Linked DNA regions of Mus musculus: all the other regions are linked to region 1. Evidence: chromatin contacts called from public HiCAR-type and promoter capture Hi-C data. All regions are on one chromosome and are shown on one strand. Each heading gives the region's core, a stretch centred on a gene start, on an enhancer-like site or on the middle of the called end of the contact. The rest is flanking DNA. Distances are from core to core; before and after follow the strand shown.

Evidence for each region. Promoter capture Hi-C pulls out the DNA fragments that hold promoters and counts their contacts. HiCAR-type assays count read pairs that join an accessible place to other places.
Region 2: a contact with region 1 is called in a HiCAR-type map of astrocytes, with 3 times the contacts expected there. The contact joins the promoter of Ptpn12 here to the promoter of 5031425E22Rik in region 1. A contact is called at or near these places in 2 of 39 promoter capture datasets (hippocampal neurons and liver), 3 of 115 datasets of contacts at active chromatin or transcription factors (astrocytes, pro-B cells and trophoblast stem cells) and 1 of 9 other capture datasets (liver).
Region 3: a promoter capture Hi-C map of pre-B cells shows a contact between it and region 1, with 6 times the contacts expected there. The contact joins the promoter of 4831440E17Rik here to the promoter of 5031425E22Rik in region 1. A contact is called at or near these places in 3 of 39 promoter capture datasets (the C10 cell line, cranial neural crest and pre-B cells), 1 of 115 datasets of contacts at active chromatin or transcription factors (cardiomyocytes) and 1 of 9 other capture datasets (liver).

What each region holds. Positions count from the first base shown.
Region 1 is chr5:23,431,482-23,435,155 of GRCm38.p6, reverse strand. It overlaps 5031425E22Rik (RIKEN cDNA 5031425E22 gene), which reads left to right and starts at 1,820. Exons shown (of 3, transcript NR_165300.1): 1 at 1,820-1,946. Kmt2e (lysine (K)-specific methyltransferase 2E) reads right to left here and starts at 692. Exons shown (of 26, transcript NM_026984.2): 1 at 373-692.
Region 2 is chr5:21,054,223-21,057,896 of GRCm38.p6, reverse strand. Ptpn12 (protein tyrosine phosphatase, non-receptor type 12) reads left to right here and starts at 1,986. Exons shown (of 18, transcript NM_011203.3): 1 at 1,986-2,248. The coding sequence starts at 2,150. Gm42221 (a long non-coding RNA gene) reads right to left here and starts at 1,830. Exons shown (of 4, transcript XR_880864.3): 1 at 1,426-1,830.
Region 3 is chr5:25,497,689-25,501,362 of GRCm38.p6, reverse strand. It overlaps 4831440E17Rik (RIKEN cDNA 4831440E17 gene), which reads right to left and starts at 1,566. Exons shown (of 1, transcript NR_030700.1): 1 at 1-1,566. It overlaps Kmt2c (lysine (K)-specific methyltransferase 2C), which reads left to right and starts at 2,580. Exons shown (of 59, transcript NM_001081383.2): 1 at 2,580-2,973. The coding sequence starts at 2,813.

The DNA.
Region 1 (3,674 bases), core at 571-3,070:
ATGCAGCTGGAGGAGGGGAGAGCTGGCAGCTCGCGGGACCTCTCCGACACCAGTCACAAGCCTCCTTCCTCACCCCGGAGGCCTGAATCCGCTACCAGGGAGGAGGGCGCCCCCTCCCTAACTCCCACTCTCAAGGGGGTTTAACTGCCAGTTTCCCCTTCCACAACCCCAAAACCCGCCATAATGCCCCAGTGCCAGGGACAGGCAGGAGAAAGGACAAATTCCATTTCCACAAGCGACGTGGCCCCAGCACAGGCGCCTGGGGTTCAGTGTGGACGCCCGGCTCCCGAAGGACAGCGACCCTCTCTCCCTAGAGCCCTAAGTCCCCCCACCGTGGACCCCACGACACCCACAGACACGACAGGCACTGACCTGTGATGGTCACACACCAGACACCCGAACCCTGTTATCGGCTCGACCCCGGGCGAGGTTCTCCACACCTCAGCGCTCGGTCGACCCCCGACGACAGCCACTGCGGTCGCAGAACCGACTCCACACCCCCTCCCCAAGCAGCAGCGCGCAGCGTCTTCAGTGGGAACCCAAGAGTCGGGCACTGCGGGCCACGGCAGGAATGACGAGGAGACGCTGAGGCTGCTCCGAGTGTCTATGCCCCCTCTGCTGCCGCTCCCGAACGCAGGCTCGATCTCCGACTCGGCCCCCTGCGCCCGCTCAGTGTCACTGCTTCTCGCTCTGGGAAAATGGCGGCGGCGACGGCGGCGGCGGCGGCGGCAGCGGCGGCGGCGGCGGCGGCAAGCGCACGGGGCCCGCCCGCCCCGCTCCGCAGGGGCAGGGGGGAGGGGACGAAGCTACTCGCCGCCATCTTGGTTATGGGCTGCGGCCCGACGCGGCCTCTCCGCCGAGGCGTGGAGACGTCACGCTAGAGGCCGCGAGCTGGCCAGACACTCCGTCTTTCCCACAACAGGTGCATTCATCCATCCGCCGACGGTTGGGGAGGTCTTGCTAGCTGGTGGGCTTGGCTCTTTACCCGTTGTCCCCGAGTAGCCCTCAAGCCTGGATGTAGGTGAGCGTGAGGATGCTACTAGTGGGTAGAAGGATGACAGCAGGGACGGGGACGACCCCCCTCCCATCACTTCCTAAGGTGATGCACTTGCTCCTACCCCCCAAGCAGCCTCAGTCCCGGCAGCCCCCTCCCCCCGGCCTGGCCTGCCAGCTCAGGGTGAGCCCGGTCGGATTGTCACTCGACGCCCACTAGTGGCTGAGGAGGCTCCAGTGCGCAGGCTCCGGGCACCGGATAAAAGCGGAGCTGGCGAGTCCCGCGCTGTCTCGATGGAGGAGCGAGAAACGCAAGAGGTCGGGGGGAGAAGCCGCAGAAAAAATTGCAGCCATCGTCAGCGCCGCCTCCCTGCCACCGTGTATGGGGTAAAAGCTGCCGTTGCCGCTGCCGGTGCAGTCGCTGCCGCCGCCTCCTATACTTCTTAGCACCGGGGAAGGATTCCCCGCCGCGGGACAGTGTGCTGGGCGGGGAGCGGGAGTTCGTTTGTGTGGCGGTGATTAAACGAGGGAGGGACAGAGCTGGTTTCTCGAACCGAAAAGGGGAGGCCAAGGAACAAAACAGGGTTCTCCACTAAAATCACACAGCGATTACGGATCTGGCTTTGGGGGCCTTTCCCCGGAATGGCGGTTTCCGTCTTCTTGGCCCGCAGCACGACCTTGGGTGCTCCGTAAGAGGAGTGGGGAGAGGCAGAGGCGGTGTCGGCAGCCAATCGGCGTCTGGTGATTTCTGTCGGGCGCGTAGGGATTGGCTGACGATGACCTCATGCTGCAGCAGCGGGTGGGGCCAGAGTCGTCGGGGGTGGCTGTTGCAAAGGCAGAGAGTGAGAAGTGATGACGGTGATCGTTGTCGCCGCGTCTTCTGTGGAACCCAAGCAGTGCCGAAGGAAGTCGCAAGGCTCTTCCCCGACCTTTTGCTCCTCTCCCTGCGCGAGGTGAGGGCCCTGGCTCGGCCTCTGCGAGACTTTGGGGCGCTGGTGCGGCCGTGGAGGCGCAATTTCTCCTGTGACTTTTGTAACTGCGTCAGGGCAAGATGGCGCTGGGTCTCCTTGGGGCGCGGGGGGAGAGGCACGTCCACCGCCGCCGCAGCGCATGTGACCGGCTGCATTCCTGTGGGGTTTGGCGGGGACCCAGGCAGGGCGGGGGAGGGGACCGGGTTTGGGCGGAGGAGATGGTGGTGCGGTCGGCGTTGGCTGCCCGAAGAGGAAGAGATGACTGTTTGAAAGCTCTTCCCCTCCCCCACTCCCCGCAGCAGAACTGCTGCGGGGGGGGGGGGAGCCCCTGAAAGGACACTCCTTTCGGGGTGTGCCAGCCACTGGTGGAGGAGAAGGTTTGACGCCTTCTTATATCTGCCTTTCTCCTTGCAAAGTATGCTTACGTAAGGTGGCAGTTCCCTCCTGTAAGCCAACTAGGAGGCCCTGAGTGTCACTGGTATGGGTAACAAGGACAGGTTAGGCTCTGAAGGCACCACAGGTAGGAGTGTTGATTATTTCAGACAAAACATAAAGTTTGGGGGGTCTGAATAGAAGACTACAGCATTCTCAGAGTTTGAAAGCAAGTGAATAACACCCAGGAACACTTAGGGTTTCTAGGCAGACAGCGATTAAGGACTGCATCACAGTCTGAACGGAAGGGCCCTGTCAAACCTTCTCCTTAGATTCTTTGTGTTCATTACCCTCCCTGTCTGTACATCCCGTGAGAGAGTTTAAGTAATCTTACTGGTGAGGGTTGCCTTTTCAAATATAAGTATTCTTAGTAATTTTAGTATTTTGTTCTGTATGAAACTGAAAGGTCATTTTCTATACTTCACGTTGCATTTTGTCGTCCTTTTAAAAATAAAAAATGGAATTACAAATGCTTCTGGTAAATATTCGTTAAAGCTCTCTATCCTGCGTCTTTAAAGCACATTTGCAATAGCATAAAACGTATTTTTAGTGGGACTTAGGGATGGGAATGAGGGCTCGAATGGGTTTTGCTATTTAATAGCCTAGACTAGCTTGGAACTCATACTCCTGCCCACCCTCCTATTGCTAGGATTACAGGCTCTGCCTGGGTACTATTTCAACAAAACACTGTATTTGGTGCTGAGAGAAAATGAATGCCTACTAGGCCTAGAAACTTCATTAACCTGGGCCATGGTTATGTTAATTTATGTTTATTTTTAGCGGTAGACTCTTTGTAGTTGGAAATCAAGATTTGGTTTGTAGCATTTTTGTTATTAGGTAACAATGAGAATGAGCGAAAGTCAGTATTTTAAATGGAGTTATGTATTACAAAGAGTTTAACAAATTCAAAGCTTTTTGTTCCTGCTTATCTATTAAAATGGACATTTTGTATAATTGTGGAATAACCTTTTTTGTTTCTCTGTCAATTCCCTTGCTCCTTTATCCTAACATCATTTTTTTTTCCTTAGAAAAAGAACTAAATATGAAGCCGTTTGTGTTAATAAGGGAAAGAGGCCATTTTTTAGGCAAATGGAGATGAATCCTTTGTATGCTTCCAAATTCCTTCCAGTTATTGACTCCATGAAATTCATAAACTCTTAATATTTCTTTACCTTTTTTTTAAACTGGCATTTCAAATTCTTGAGCTAGACATGATAGCACAAAGTCATCTCAAAAAGATTACAGAATAGTACACAACCTTTATTTTTATTTATTGTT
Region 2 (3,674 bases), core at 737-3,236, 2.4 Mb after region 1:
GATGGCTCAGTGGTTAAGGGCACTGGCTGCTCTTCCAGAGGTCCTGAGTTCAATTCCCAGCAACCACATGGTGGCTCACAATCATCTGTAATAGAATCTGATGCCATCTTCTGGTGTGTCTGAAGACAGAGACAGTGTACTCATATATATATAAAATCTTTTTTTTAAATATATGTATTTATTTTATGTACTCATATACATAAATCTTTTTTAAAATATTTATTTTATGTACTCATATACATAAAATAGATCATATGGAAAAAATATGCCCTACAAAACACTAGGGCAAATGAGACCCAGCCTGTTACCCATGAGACTGCCAATAGTTGGTATAAAGCACACACGTATACTGTTTGCTAATCACTAACTGGTTTTTACATTCTTGGCTATATCAAAAGTGTAGGTGATCACTGTGGCCCATGTCTATGCTCCCAGCACTTGTGAGGCTGAGGCAGGAAGACAGCCATGCCAGCCTGGGTTACTGAGTGAGACCCTGGCTGAGAGAACCCAAAATATAGAGACATAAATAAAAGTTAAAGCATTTCTGCCATTTACCTATTTGTCCCCATCGAGCCTGAATCTTTTGCTTACATTCAGTGAAATTTAGCCTGTGTAGTGGGTTAAATTACTACAGACACTCCTTTCAAAAGTTTATTTTAGTATGGAAAGCATCTCTTGAAATGCTTTGAGAGAAGTGAGTTGGTACATATCAGATGCATTATTTCCTGTATTTTATTTTAAAGTGTAACTGTATATTGCTACTCACATGTGTTGTCTTCGATTTTCTTTTTAATTAAATTTCACAGTGCGGCCAAATATCGGTTTAGGAAATGTTTCCTGCATTGATATTTCCTATCTTAAGCATATTTCCTGGCAGCCTGTTCTGTGAAAACATGTTTTTTGTTTGTGGGTGTAGGTGACCAAAGTCAGTCCATGGATCAAATCCCTCAGTTGTGCAACTGTGTACTACTACAAACTCTCGTCCTTTCGAGAAAAAGTAAAAGTTAGAGTCAAAGTAAAAGAACCTGCGTTTTAGTTCTGACTCCACATGAACATGTTGGGGGGGTGAACTTTGGACAAATCATTTCTATTTATGAAAGGACAGATTGCATCAGCACGCTCTCTGTCTGCTAAGAGTCACAAATTCTATTCTACGAAAGAATGTCACCCATTCAACTCTGAAACCGTGAGAATTTAAAGATAGGAAGCAATATTGTCTTCCTCTTGGCAAAAAAAGGTGCAATGAGAAAGATGCATTACGAATTAAGAGCTTTCCCTCACTGGGATTAGAAAGATTGCGAAGAGTAAACCCTTTCACTCTGGAAACTATTGGCTTCTCCTAGCCAAAGTGCCAAAGCCTTGGGAGACCCTCACCAAGGCATTCGTAAAGCGAAGGTGAAGGCTCTACTACAGTTCCCAGCATACCTCTGTCCCACCCTGCTCCGGGCACTCCTGCAGGCGGGTCTTGTAGTCCCAGCCCGCGGCCGGCAGTAGCGCTGAAGCACTTTTGGAATCAGCTTTCCCTCCCCGCCAAACCCGGAGGCCGCAAGCCCCATCTGAAGTTTACTGTCTGACCCACTGGGCTTGGCCGGGCTTCCAGACGTAGGACGTCCACCAGAAGCCAGCCTCACCGCAGCGAGCGGCGAGCGCCCTAGGAGAGGGCCACGCCCCGGAAGCGGCTTCCAGCCACTCAGAGCGGGCGGGGGCGGGCCCGGGCGGGCGTGCGGGGGCGGCTGGGTCTTCGCTCTGGGGCGGGGCCGCCGTACGAGCCCGCGCGTCTGGGTGGCGGCGGGGGCGCGCCCGTGGGGAGAGGCGGCTGCGGCTGCTGGTGGGGGGTGGGGGGGGAGGCAGAACCGGGAAGGGGGCAGGGCGAACTGAGAGCCGTGTTCCTGAGGCGGCGGCGTCTCGGACTGAGGAGGGCGGGGAAGGAGGATGGGGCAGGCTGGGGGTTGGGGCCGGCGCTAGCCCGCGGCTCGCCTCGTAGTAGGGGAAAGCGACGCTGCTCTTTAAGTTGCGCGGGGAGCCCGGCCGGTGCCGCCGCAGCCGCAGCCGCCTGGCGCGGCGGGGAGGGAGGGCGGGCCGGAGCGAGCTGGGGAAGACGGAGCGGGCGCTGCGGCGCGCGGGCGGGCGGCGGGGGGGACGCGGGAGGATGGAGCAAGTGGAGATCCTGAGGAGGTTCATCCAGAGGGTCCAGGCCATGAAGAGTCCGGATCACAATGGGGAGGACAACTTCGCCCGGGACTTCATGGTGAGTGTCCGTTCTCGCCGGCGCCTCGTGTCGCCAGCCGCCGAGCTCCCCTCGCCTCTCCCGGTCGGTCGGGGCTGCCAGCGCTTTGTGTGCGGTGCGAGGACAGGCGCGGGGCGCGCGCCCAGCCGCGAGCGCCGTCGGCGAGCTTGCGGGAGGCGAGGTCACCCCCGCCCCTCAGCCTCTCTTTTCCGCGGCCGCTACCTGCGCTCCCCGGCCCAGCCCGCTCCGGCCCCGCCGCCCGCGACTACCTATTGTCTCCCCGGCCGGGCGGCGGCGGCTGGAGTGCGGGCTCGCCTTCCCACGCCTGCCTTCCCCGCCTGCCCCTCCGGGGAGGGTCGAGGCGAGCTGTCTGGCTGCGGCCAGCGGAGCGGCTCGAGGCTGCCGGAGAGCGAGGGTGTAGAGCATTAACTCGCTGGGTCCCTGTACGGATGCCGGCCTTGGTCCGAGTGGACGGCAGGACGACTCCGTGTCTGGGTTCACAGTTATTAGCTCAGCGCTTGCCAGAGGCTTGACCATAAGGAATCTCATGGTTTACCTGATCTCCATTTATCTGGTCAGGTTTCTTTTCGTCCTGAGACCCAGGTTTGAGGTGGCTGTGAGGCCAGTGTGACTTTAGATCGAAAAGGGAGGGGGATATCAGTGTGGATGGGGGTTATCCTGAAGGAAGCTCACTCCGGACTTGAGGGGATATTGCCGAAGCCGGAGGGGATGTGACTATCACTTCCTATCCGGGGTGGGGGTGGGGAAGCTGGGAACAATAGTCATGGTAGGGTGGAGGCGACTATATGGGCTGAAGCCCTGGGAGATAACCTTCCCGTCCCCCCTTTTCCGCCACCCCCCTTTCCGCCCTCTGCTTGTGTAGGCAGGCTTGAGTGAGTGGAGGTGGGGGTTAAAAGTCTAGTATGTGAAATTTCTCTAGGTGCATAATTGGAGAGAGGGTATCAATTCCGAAGGCGTGGGACCAGAAGCTGACTTCCTACATTACCCCCTCCTCGCTCCTTTTATTTTTCTGTTGGACAATGTTCCCTCTAGGGTTGTTTCCCGGCTTTGGAGGCGGTGGTTGCGGCTGCTGCTCCTACGGATGTTGCGCAAGACTGGGGCGTTGTAAACCCTGGAGGTCTGGGGAATGGAAAAGGAAATGGGACTTTGGGAAGTCCTTCGCTCTTTAGCGGGGGTTGGGAATAGCAAATGAACTAGGGAAAATTTTGCTCTGGACAAGGTGCACTTCTAAGAATAATCAGTTCATCTGAAATTTGGTTATGAAAAGCCATATGCAGTTGAGGTCTATAAAAATGAGTGGCTACGAAACATTTGCTAGTTTTTATTTAAAGTGCAAATGAAGTGATTTTTAGTACTGAAGTGGGTGTTCACATTTTAAAGAGATTTCTGTCTAGTAAAACTTTAGTGTTAAAATTGTTAATGGCTT
Region 3 (3,674 bases), core at 317-2,816, 2.1 Mb before region 1:
TCTTAATTTATGAATTACATGAATAACTACACACCTGAAGCCAAGTATCATAAGTTTCATTATGTATAGCCCTAATTTTTTTTTTTTTTGAAAGACAGGGTCTCACTATGTAGTCTTGGTTGGGTTGTCTTATGCAGACCATGCTGTCCCCAAACTCATAGAGATCCATCTGCCTGTCTTTCTAGTCCTGGTATTAAAGGTATGGGCCACTATACCTGGTTCCATGCCCATTCCTCTATTTTAACCATAGCAACAATAATATAACGTTTAATTTTTTTAGATGAATACTTTTCTTATTCTAGTATCAAAAGAAAAAGGCTTTATTTTAAAAGTTTATATTTAAAAGCCAGGTCCAGGGGCTGGAGAGCTGGCTTAGCGATTCAGAGCACTGTTCTTGCAGGAAACTGGAGTTGATTTCCAGTGCCCACATGGCAGCTCACAATTGCCTGTAACCTCAATCTAGGGGACTGAACACCTTCTGGCCTTCTCAGGTATCTCCACGTACATGGTGTACATAAACTCATGCGGACACGAATACAAACAAAAAACATTTCTTAAAAAAAATCTTTAAAAACGATTCCGTCTAGGGATAAAACTCAGTGGTGGAGTGTTAGCTTAGCTGTGTGTGCAGTTCTGGGTTCAATATACCACAACGACAAGTAATTTAATTTGTCTAGAAACCCCAATTTCCTCTCTCCTTTTAATTTGTAGCTTACCTTTCATATGGCAGCTTTCTTCCCTGCTCCAAGCTTCCTTTGACTGTACATATAATAAAGCTGAAAAGGCCTGCAAGGGATTAAACTTGCAATCAATTCAAATGATTCAACGATTCAACTTTAGCCACTGCAAATAAACAAACAAACAAATGATTACAGCTATAATATGCACTAGACGATCAAAGTTTGATCCAGATGCGAAGCCCAGTTCAATGTTAATAGCCTGGCTATTGGGTGGCAGGAAGGTGAACAGGACCTCTAGAAACAAGTGTATTCTTTTTGCCCAGCATTGAAACTGTTGAGAATGGAAAGAACTGATCGCAAAGTGCGCTCGGATTCCAGGCTCCGAGCAGCTCAGCGCCTGACAGGCTACTCTAAGCCTTCCACGCCGCTCCACAGATCCGTTTTCCCATCTCTACTATTTCTCACTCCTACAAGGCAATCCATAGTGCAAACGAAACGCGGCGTCCTGGGCAATTCTGGCCCCATTTTTAACGAATCGTTTTTTTTTTTTTAATGGGAAACAGCTTAGCAGTATTTCCATTTTTAAATCTTGAGCACACACAACGTTCACGCTGATGCATTTCTCTCGGTGTAGAGACATTTTTTTCCCACTCAACCTGTCCGCTTGGTTTTTTGTACGGCAGCCTCCGGTCTCACGGTGTTTAAAACATGACGTCGGACGGAGAAACTACAGCTGGAGTTAGGATCTAACGTTGTCCTGCCACGGTTGCGCCGCACTAGGGAAGCCTACGTGGGACTCCGCCAGGCCTGGAGCGGCCCACGCCCGCAGGGGGTCGCGGACGCACGTGCGCGCACCGCACGCGGGTGCACGCTCCGGAGTGTTTACATCGATCCCTCCCCCCTCCTCCGGCCGGGCTGGACCCTGATCCCGGATGCCCGGTCCGCAGCTTAGCGCCCGCCAGAGCCCGAGTTGCAGCCACCGCCGCGTCAGAGCGGGCGGGGGAGGGGCGGTGAGGTCAGCGGCGGCGGCCGGGTAGCGCGGGGCGCATGCGCGGACTCAGCCCCGTGAGTGGCAGCAGCGCGCTGGGGGCGGGGGCGGGAGGCGCCTGTGTGTGGGCGAGCCGGCGGCGAGTTTGAGAGGTCTGTGGTGCGGGTCGCCCCGGGGGACCCGGGTGCAGGCCTCGCGCGACGGCCACTGCCGTGTGCGTGTGTTGTTTGTGTGGTGAACGCACAGCCGCAAAACTTCCTCCTTTGCTGCCCCCAGAGAGAGAGCGGGCGTGGGGGAGCGTTCGCGAGCGAGCGAGAGGGATCCCAGCGTGAGGGAGCCAAGCTTGATGGGGCCGAAAGCTAGCGTGAGGGAGCGATCCTGAGCGTGAGGCAGCAAAGCGCCGGCCGGAGAGCGGGCAAACGATAGGGAAGAGCGAGAGCTAGCCGTGCGTTGAACCGAGCGTGAGGGAGCTAGCCACAGGGAACGCCGTGAGCGAGCAGTGTGTGAGGGAGCGATCGCCAGCGCGCGACCGAGGGGCCGGCGCTCGCACCACCCCGGAACCCACCACAACAACTGGAGCAGCTGTCAAAACTTCGCCGCGGCGTGGGCCTGACGGGCTGACGGCGCGGGGGAGGGGTGGCTGGCCCCGCCCCGGCCCGGCCCGGCCCGCCGCCCCCCTCCGCGGCCCTTTCTCCTCCCGCCGCGGGCGGCCTGGGGGAGGGGCCGGGCGGAGACCCCTGCGGCCGCCCCCGGCCCGCGCCCCTCGCGTCGCGCCCCGCCCCGCCCCGCTCGGCGCCGCCCTCCGGCCCGGCCCCGCCGGCCCCAGCCTTGGCCGCGGCGCCCCGCCCCGCGCGGCCGGCCCCGCCCGCCCCGCCCGCTTGCCCGCCGCCCCCCGCCGGCCCCTGCGCGCCGAGTGCGCGCGCCCGCGCCGATGTGTGTGAGTGCGTGTCCTGCTAGCTCCATGTTGCCGCCTCTCCCGGTACCTGCTGCTGCTGCTGCTGCTCCCGGGGCTGCGGGAAATGCGAGAGGCTGAGCCGGGGAGGAGCAACTCGAGCAGCAGCAGCGGCGGCGGCTGCGGCCGCTGCGGCGGGAGGAGCCCCCCAGGAGGAGGACGGGGATCCATGTGTCTTTCCTGGTGACTAGGATGTCGTCGGAGGAGGACCGGAGCGCGGAGCAGCAGCAGCCGCCGCCAGCACCCCCCGAGGAGCCCGGAGCCCCGGCCCCGAGCCCCGCAGCCGCAGACAAAAGACCTCGGGGCCGGCCTCGCAAAGATGGCGCTTCCCCTTTCCAGAGAGCCAGAAAGAAGTAAGTTGAGCGCGAGGGAGCCAGGCGGGCGGCCAGCGGCGGCGCGGCCCGGAGCTGTCAGGCCCCCGGCCCGGTGGGGGCGGGGCGGCCCAGGCGCGGCCCGGTTCGGCGGCGCCCGCGCAGGTCCCGCCGGCCGCGCCGCGCACTTTACTTTGGAGTTCGGCCTCGCTTCTGGGAGAACCGCCCGGCGGCTTCCCCAGGGCCTAGCCCGGCGTCCGCACACGCCCCGCCGAGCACGCCCAGCTTGCTGCCGGCCCGGCCTCTCGGAGCCACAAAGCTGTGGGCGCCAGGGACGGAGCTGTCAAACGCCGCGGCCGGGTGGTCCGGGTGCGGCGGCCGGCGCTCTTTGTCAGCTCGCGGCTCCTTTAACTTTTCTTGCTCCCAGACCGGTGCTTTTGCTTCTTAATGATACATTAGGAAGCCATTCGAGCCTGTCCTCCCCATCCCCCACCGCCCCGAACCGCACCGCCCGGCTCCGCAGCCGGCGCTCGGGATCGCACGGGCCCAGGTGTAAGCGGGCGAGTCGGAGTTTCGGGAACGCGGCCGGGTTCCGCGGCGCTGACGGCCCAGAGCACTTTGTTTAGGGGAGACAGCTTTAAACGTCGCTGGACGAGTAACTTCAACTCCAGCTGGGCAGGCAATGGCTTTCGATTGTTTTTGAGCGTCCGTGAGGACTGTGCCGGGTGGATGAACTGGGCAAG